Linked DNA regions of Zea mays: region 2 is linked to region 1. A link is a contact called in public Hi-C data. All regions are on one chromosome and are shown on one strand. The core of a region is the stretch at or near the end of the contact, and the rest is flanking DNA. Distances in the headings are between cores, read along the strand shown.

Region 1 (4,022 bases), core at 89-2,588:
AAAGGATATAACATATGTAAGCTTTGATGACTTGGAACTTGACACAAGAATTTGTGACCTTATAGTTACCAGTCGCAAATCAAAGTCCAGTTTAAGAAAAAAATAAAGCCTTTAAAATAAATAATCTAGTTTTCTAACGAAAGGATTTTTTTTGAAATAGTAGAGGTCTAGCGGACTTGGCTAAATATCGTTTCATTGATGAAGCCATTAAAGAATATGATTTGAACTTTGTGGCTATCATGGAAACTGGGAAGCATGACATGTCAAAAACAAGCCTCGCTCGCCTTTCAGGGGACAAGGATTTTATTTGGCATTGTCTTCCCCGCGAGGGAGATCTGGTGGAATTTTATTGGGTGTTAATGCTACTGTGCTTGACTTGTCTCTAATTGTGGAAGGGGGATTTTATATTAAATTTCATATTTACGATAAGGTAGATAAATTCAAATGGATTCTTATGGCAGTTTATGGTCTAGCTCAGGATGAATTCAAAATAGTCTTCTTATCTGAGCTAGTCAGAGCTTGTCAACAAAATCCATTGCCCATGCTAATAGGTGGTGACTTTAATATTCTAAGGAATAGCAAGGAGAAGAACAACGATAGATGATAGATTCAATGGTCGATAGCCTTTCTTGTTCAATGTTGTTATAGATAGCTTTGACCTTTGGGAAATTGATTTGATGGGACGTCAATTCACTTGGGCCAATTCCCTTCCCATTCCAACCTATGACAAATTAGACCGCATTCTAATGTCTTCAGATTGGGAATCCAAATATCCTTTTGTTTCTGTTAAGGCCCTAGATCGTGGGGTCTCGGATCATACCCCCTTCTATTAGACACTGGTTCTCCAGCTTACACAAGAAACAAAAAGACAATTCAAAGTAGAACTAAGCTGGTTCCTACGTGATGATTTCTATATAGTCTTGTCATAGGAATTTGGAGCAAGCCAATGAAAGGCCGCAACTCAGTTCAAAGGTGGAATAACAAGATGAGCGCCCTCCGTAGGCATCTGATAGGCTGGGATTGGCACAATAATGGATTCCATAAACATCAAAAAAAAAATCTTTACAAGACACTATTATTGAATTGGACATCGCTGCTGAAAATAAGCAAACACTTGCATAATTAAAAAAACCCACCATGATTCTGCATGCATGCAGCAGAGACCAGAAGATGCACGCACCAGGAATCCATGAGTAACTGCTAGCTCCAAATGCATCATGATTGCAGATCGAACACGCGACTTTTCATGATTCAGACAAAGCGGGACGTACCAAATCCATGAGTAACTGCTCCAGATGCACCGAAAGCTTTCGTCAGACAAAGCCCAGGCTGCCGAAACCTTCGTATGGGCCAGGCTGAACTTGTTTTGGGCCAGCCTGGAGAGGAGCTGTTCAAGTCTCGTCTCGTCATGACAGCATATTGATTTTTCTGACGGAAGCTCCATTTCAGACCGCAAGACACAAGAAACCTACAGCTTGTTCGCTGCGGCTTGCTGCGGCTGCAATCCGGCTGCGGCTGCGGCTTCTACAGTATTTTTCTCTCTATGGATTGCAGCTGCAGCAGTCCAAACAGCTGCAACAGTGTCGGCTTGCAGCCAACCGAACACGCCCCTAAACTCCTGTTGTATAAGACAAGAGGGGAAAAAACGTTAGCGGAGACCAATCCGAGTGGTGTTCGGGTAGACTAGACTAAAATTTAGCCTACCTTTTGAACGCCAAATAGAAGGGAAGGAAACTGGTGTCACCGTTCCGTTTCTGCTCTGCAGTAGACTAATATGTATCACCGAATGACAAAATCGCGGTATTATTAATGCAGCGACTCAACCAGATTTATAAGAAATAAAGTACGAAAACCAATTGCATGACAATGATTTAACACATTTGAACCTTTATAAACCTAGGGGTCCGATCAGTGGCGGATCCAGGATTGGATCAAAGTAGGGGCTATATGTTAAAATATGTTTGACGGAGCCACTAGTGGCTATCTTGGGGGTGAGTGCCACGACGACGTCGTCGCAGGCCTGATGTCCTAGCATGTTGCAGCAGGTCTGTCATGGTGCTGCTTGCAGCAGGGGCGAAGCCAGGATCCAAAATTACGGGGACCAAATTAGAATAAGGGGGTTGTTAGAAGCATTTTTTGTACTATTTACATGAGAATTAGCTAAAAACTAACATGTCCTATAGAATTAGGGGAGCATTAGGGGGGCATTGCTCCCGTGTCCCCCCTGTCGTCGCCCCTGGCTTGTGCCCCTTGCGTTGGGTACATGCGCGCTGCTAACTGTTAGATGTGCATTGGCCGTGCGCGCTAGCTCATGAATACGTCATGTGTGGTGGCGTGGATTTACACTGCTGAAGCATGGACGGGATCCAGCGTGGATGCGCGCGCTACCACCTAGCGTGCTGGTGGCACAGATAGAGGCCAAATACATGTGCTGAATGACACGATTAGAAAGAAGGTTGTGGCCTATCTTAGTTAACCTTTATAGGCTGTATTTATGTTATAATATACTCACACGTTTCAAAATAGTTGTCCTTTTAGCTCTTTGTTTTTATGTCTATATTCAAATGGATGATGATGAATCTAGACATATATATAAAACACATGCATCAATCAAAAATTATATAAACCTACTAATTTCCTAAAATGATGACTACTATTTTAAAATAGATGGAGTATATACTATTAGGACACATCATAAAATAGGTGTCATGGGGCGACCGGGGCTGCAGCCCCGGCAGCCCCCCTCCTAGATCCGCCCCTGGGTCCGATGAAATCGCGAAGGATCTCAAACTTTTCCTTCGCAACCAATATCGTGATAAATTAACATCCACTGCATCACGTGATACAACATTTCATAGAAAATAAGTACATCGAAATAAAATAAAGTTATTACATCTTAGTCGTCATGAAAACTGATATGTGATGGCTTTTCGGACGAGGGATTACTACGCTTCCTTCTTTCTGAATCCGTAGTGAGTTTTTTTGAACTAGTGGAACTTTAGAAAGGCCTCGTAGTGCTACCCTGCCTCGCCTCCCCGGTAAAGTTGTATGGGATTCATGACCACGTGGAAGATGGGTAACATGACTTGTGGGTAAGATCGATGCACAACCTCTGGAGAGTGTAAAACTGGTATATCAGTCGTGCTCACGGTCATGAGCGGCTCGGACACTCATATGAGTAATTTATGGAACTAAACTTAATTTATCATTTGCATTGCATCGTGGGTGTTATTAATAATTGTGATCTCTTATTTATTTGGTTTGGTATCCACTTATACTTAGTAACTGCTAATAAAACTTTGACCAACTTTAAAAGCAATGCTCAGCTTTAACCATCTCCTTTGGTAAGTCTTACACTTCACATGAGCCCCACTGTAAGTGAATTTATGAACGTATGTGAACTCACCCTTATTGTACTCACATCCCCCAGGTCAAGAACAGGTACTGCAAGACGAGGAGCATGAAGGATGTCGCGATGAGTTCTTAAGAGGTCTAGGTCGTCGTCTCCCAGTCAACTATGGTTGCTGGATCGTTGTCTTTGTATGATGTAATCATTTAACTATTTTGTACAGAACTCCATTATATATTAAAGACTTAACTTTCGTTTATGTACCATGAGTCATCATATGTGTGAGACTTGATCCTAGAACACATTTGATTTGCGCCCGGGTTTGCCCCCTAAATCCGGGTGTGACAGAAGTGGTATCATAAGAATGTTGACTATAGGACATAACCTAGATAGAACTGGATAAGCTTTACCTTTTCTACTCTGATTCTTTCTAAACTCTCCTTAATCTTTTCTCATTTATTGTTGTTTTACTCCGATTACCCTTACCTTTTCTCTTCTAAAGACAAAAATGGATTTCACACTTTGAAATCCTATACCTAAAGTGACCCTTAGAAATAGGGGACCCAATCTCATGAATAAAAACAAAACTATTTTATAGATATCTATGCACTTTAATGCTTGCTCTTATGATACCTATTTGATTTGGATCTTTGATTGAGTGTGATGAGTTGTC
Region 2 (3,977 bases), core at 362-2,861, 170 kb before region 1:
CACGGTGCCCGACATGGTACCTCTACCTAGTACTACAGCACCCAGGCGTTGTTGGTTGGTAAAACCCCTCCCTTTTATGCAAGAACTCGGGGAGATTGTCGGCTATCTATCGGGGGCGAGGGAGTGAGACGAGGGAGGATAGCAGGTATCCGGAAGGGGGCGACAATATCATGGGGAGGGAGCGGTGTGGGGGGAGGACGGCGGGCTCACGGGAGCCGCACGAAACGGAGGGGGCGCCCGGGCAGGGGCGTCTATTGCAGGGGGGGAGGGGGCGGGCATTGCGTGGCGGGCGGGACAGGCAAAGCGAGGCAGGGGTAGGGGTGAGGGTATATGGTTGTGCTGTGGTCTACACTATTAACTTAATAGATAGTAGATATTTTAGTTTAAAAACTAGCCGTTAAATATTCCATTATAGTTAGTTTTACCAAACTAGTATACTAAAAATGCATGTTGATTATTAAAGTAACCATATAATAATTAATATTTATTAGCTTGATATATTTAAATTTTATGGGTGGTCAATAAAAATTATACTAATTTTGTTGGATGGAGAAAAGCACAGAAGAATCTATGCTAGAGCGCTGCATTTGATAAGGCAGGCGCCGGGCCCCTGGCGACGAGGTACGTGGAGGCGGGAGTGACTGAGAGCGGGAGAAAAGAATGAGAGGGAGAAAAAGGCACGAATGACGGTGTAAAATGCATAATTTATGTTGATTGTCTGACAGCACCTGACAAAAAATATTAATTTTTATTGACTGTTTAAGGACTCACGAAAATTGGCTAATTTTTGTAGGCATAGCTAAAAACGCATATAATTTATTTCGGCCTACAAAAGTTTCGGTTTTTGTTGTTGTGTTAGCATCGGTTGATTGCAAAAATGGATACTAAAGGATATCTAGTTTGGACCAAAGTTTTTAGTTTACACGTAACTACAGTCTTCTCTTCTTCTACACTATAATTAGAATAATTTATCTCCAAACAGGCGTTGAATTGGACTAATGTAAAATATATTATAGTTGTGTCATGAATTACAATAAACCGTGGTATTATAAACTGTGGTTTTGAGAAAAAATAATTTCCAAACAGGCCCTAAATCTTATTTTGGTACCGGTTCTAATTTAACTAGGACTACTATCAGAGTCTGGATTCTTTTTTTCGGTAGTAATTTACTTTTTCTATGAGAAATTTAGATGATCAGATGTGTAAAAAATGCAACCATTGCACCAACGACTTTTAGTTTCTAGATGTTTTTTCTCCTTTTTGCGAGAATTTATTAGATTGTTACTTTGTGAGGGCGTCGAACGTGGAGGCTTAAGGAATGGCTTCAATTCAAATAGTAATAATAAAATTTCATGCAAGATCCACTCAAAGCTGTCTGTTCATCCAGGAGAAATGAATTTGTCTCTTCCATCGCCATGAAAACATGCATGGCGATGAGCAATTTACAGTTCACTGCTACGTACTGGAAGCTCTTGGAGTGCAAGGGGCCGGCACAAGGTCGGGTCGAGTCGGTGACTGCGTGCGGCCTCGCCGCGGAGGGTGGCGCATGGAGCACGCAACGGCCAAATTGAGACGCGCGCCCGCGCGGCAGGCATAGCCAGCCCTGGGTGGCCTGGCCTCTCCCGATCAGCCGCGCGCACGTCGCATGGCCGGCTCTGGCTCGTAACGGGGGGCCAAGGGCCGCCGCGGTTTCCTGAGCTTGTGCTTTGCGTTGCGCGCCGCGCGGGAAACGCTACACAGCCGGCGGGCTGGCGCCTCCCCCGGATGCAGTCAAAGCTGCTACAGACAAGCAGGCCACAGAACACGGCACCACCACGGATCTAAGGCCATATATGCCCGAGAGATATCAAAAACGGTTCTCCAATTATAAAGATAACTAAGAAACTATATTATACAATAAAGTGTTTATAAATGTAGTCTATTAATAAATACAGAAATAAATGTGTTTGTACAACGTTGCTACTTGGTTTAAGAGCTAGACACGTCACTTCGCGGAGATACGGCTCCACGATTTTTTGCAAATAACACCTCAAGAGTCTCTACATTAAACACCATTGTACATGCCCTAAGCGACGGATCCAGTTATACGTGTGTCGAGTGTTGTGGACGCACGCTACCACAAACGCGCCCGTGCGCATGCACACAGGTATGGATGTACATGATCGGGCCGAACTGGGTCTTGTACCTTATGTTCCAGGTATGATCCGTCGTTTCGCTTTTTATATGCTAGGTTGGCCTAAAGAACTTGTCATAGCCAACAAGCTGATCTAGCTCACAACTTAATTTGTAGAACCTGTACCAACTATGGTGTTTCGTAGCAGCTTATCAATTTAAATGCTTCTTAGAACGAAGTAAAAGTAGACAATGAGCCAACTTCTCAGATAAGCAGCTTCTTCAACAAAAAGCAGTTGCTCTAACCCAGAACCAATGATATAGAAATAGGGGGGAAAGAGGAATACAAGAGGTATAGAGGTGGTGATGATCACCTAGCGTGCTTGTCACCAATGACCTTACAGAGAGCTATGGAGGTGTTCGACGTAGTTGGTCCAAAGGAGCTTGACATTGATCCATAAAAGGCCGGTGCATGCGCTCGCTCATAAGGAGTTAGGCAATGGATTTGAAGAAGATCTAGAGTAGGCCACCGTGCTTGCCTCCAAAGAGCTTTACCACAACACCAAAATAGTGAACTTCCTAGAGCCTAAACCCTAGAAAGTTAGCCCTAAACTCTAGGAAGTTAGCGAAACTCTCGGAAGTTAAGCCACCCCGTCGGAAGTTTGGCTCTCGGAATTTTTTTGTCGGAAGTTAGCTTAACTTTCTAGAGCCCTCTAGAAAGTTAGCTAACTTGCTACAGCCAATGAAGCCTATCGGAAGTTAGTAGGTTCTCGGAAGTTAGTAGCTTCACGCCATCAGCTGACTAACTTTCTACGACTAACTTCCTACGGCTGACTGTAGCCCCTAGGAAGTTAGCTGGCTAACTTTCTACGTCTGACTGTAGCCCCTACAAAGTTAGCTAGCTAACTTCCTACGGCTTAATAAGCCTCTAGGAAGTTAATTTGACCAGCATTATAAATGTTGTTTATATTTTACACCACATTCCACAACATAACAAATATATCAACAGCTATATAGCACAACATATTTTCACATAAAACATCTCACACACAATCACATATCAATATTTAAATCCATAGTCTCATCAATTACATCACAAAAGTCTCATCCATAGTCTCATCAATTACATCACAAGTCTCATCCATAGTCATAATAAGACACATCTCATCATCCAGTACTAATAGGAGACAATATCTCATACATAGTCATAATAAAAGTCTCAAGTATCAGAATGCAAAAACATGGAAGCTCACGGTCGCCGATCACCATCGGGTTACAGTGAAGAGTGATGGTCGATACCTCCACTGTTGAAGAGGGTTTCGACAAAGTCTAACCCGTCGTCTTGTTCATGCGTCGGCAAGGTAGCTGGATGGGTCTAATATACATGTACAAATGGCATTTGCTGAGTTACATCATAATATAACTAACAATAAGTAAATGATGATGAATATGCATACCTGATGTTCGGTAGATGGATATGTAGGTATAGGTGGAGGTGAAGACCAAGGATAATGAATGGGAGGTGGTGGTGGGGGCACCGGGATGTGTATCCCTTGGGCCTATGCTAGTTGCAACAAATTTGTCGAACTCATTCACATCAGCGTTTTAAATCAATACATATCTTAAAGTGAAAGTTATTATCTTTTGAACTTACTTGTATGAGTGTTTGTTGTTGCTGAATCTGCGTAGCATAATATTCATGTTGCGCAGCTTGTTGCTTCAAGTAATCCTGATGTCGCCTAAGTTCTTCTTGCATTTGCTCCACTTCTGCTGGATCTTGAGTGGAGCGACGGGAGCTACAAGCAGGAGACCTCGATGAACCTCCACGTTGAACCCTCACCTGGCTCGAGTCGATGACATTAGCA

The links. Hi-C and Micro-C count contacts between places; a contact is called where the count stands out from the background.
Region 2: a Hi-C map of tassel shows a contact between it and region 1, with 2.8 times the contacts expected there. The contact joins two enhancer-like sites. A contact is called at or near these places in 2 of 25 Hi-C or Micro-C datasets (leaf and tassel).

What each region holds. Positions count from the first base shown.
Region 1 is chr4:58,437,832-58,441,853 of Zm-B73-REFERENCE-NAM-5.0, reverse strand. LOC103653283 (a long non-coding RNA gene) reads right to left here. Exons shown (of 3, transcript XR_565377.2): 2 at 1,705-1,759; 3 at 1,022-1,618. Among protein-coding and RNA genes, the nearest start is that of LOC103653283, 3.6 kb to the right of the region's middle. Within about 2 kb of position 1,338, at least 9 of the 20 cell types and tissues checked have an H3K27ac peak or open chromatin away from gene starts, as enhancers often do. A contact at or near this core is called in leaf and tassel, where this site is marked.
Region 2 is chr4:58,606,730-58,610,706 of Zm-B73-REFERENCE-NAM-5.0, reverse strand. No RefSeq gene overlaps it. Among protein-coding and RNA genes, the nearest start is that of LOC103653283, 170 kb to the right of the region's middle. Within about 2 kb of position 1,611, at least 17 of the 20 cell types and tissues checked have an H3K27ac peak or open chromatin away from gene starts, as enhancers often do. A contact at or near this core is called in leaf and tassel, where this site is marked.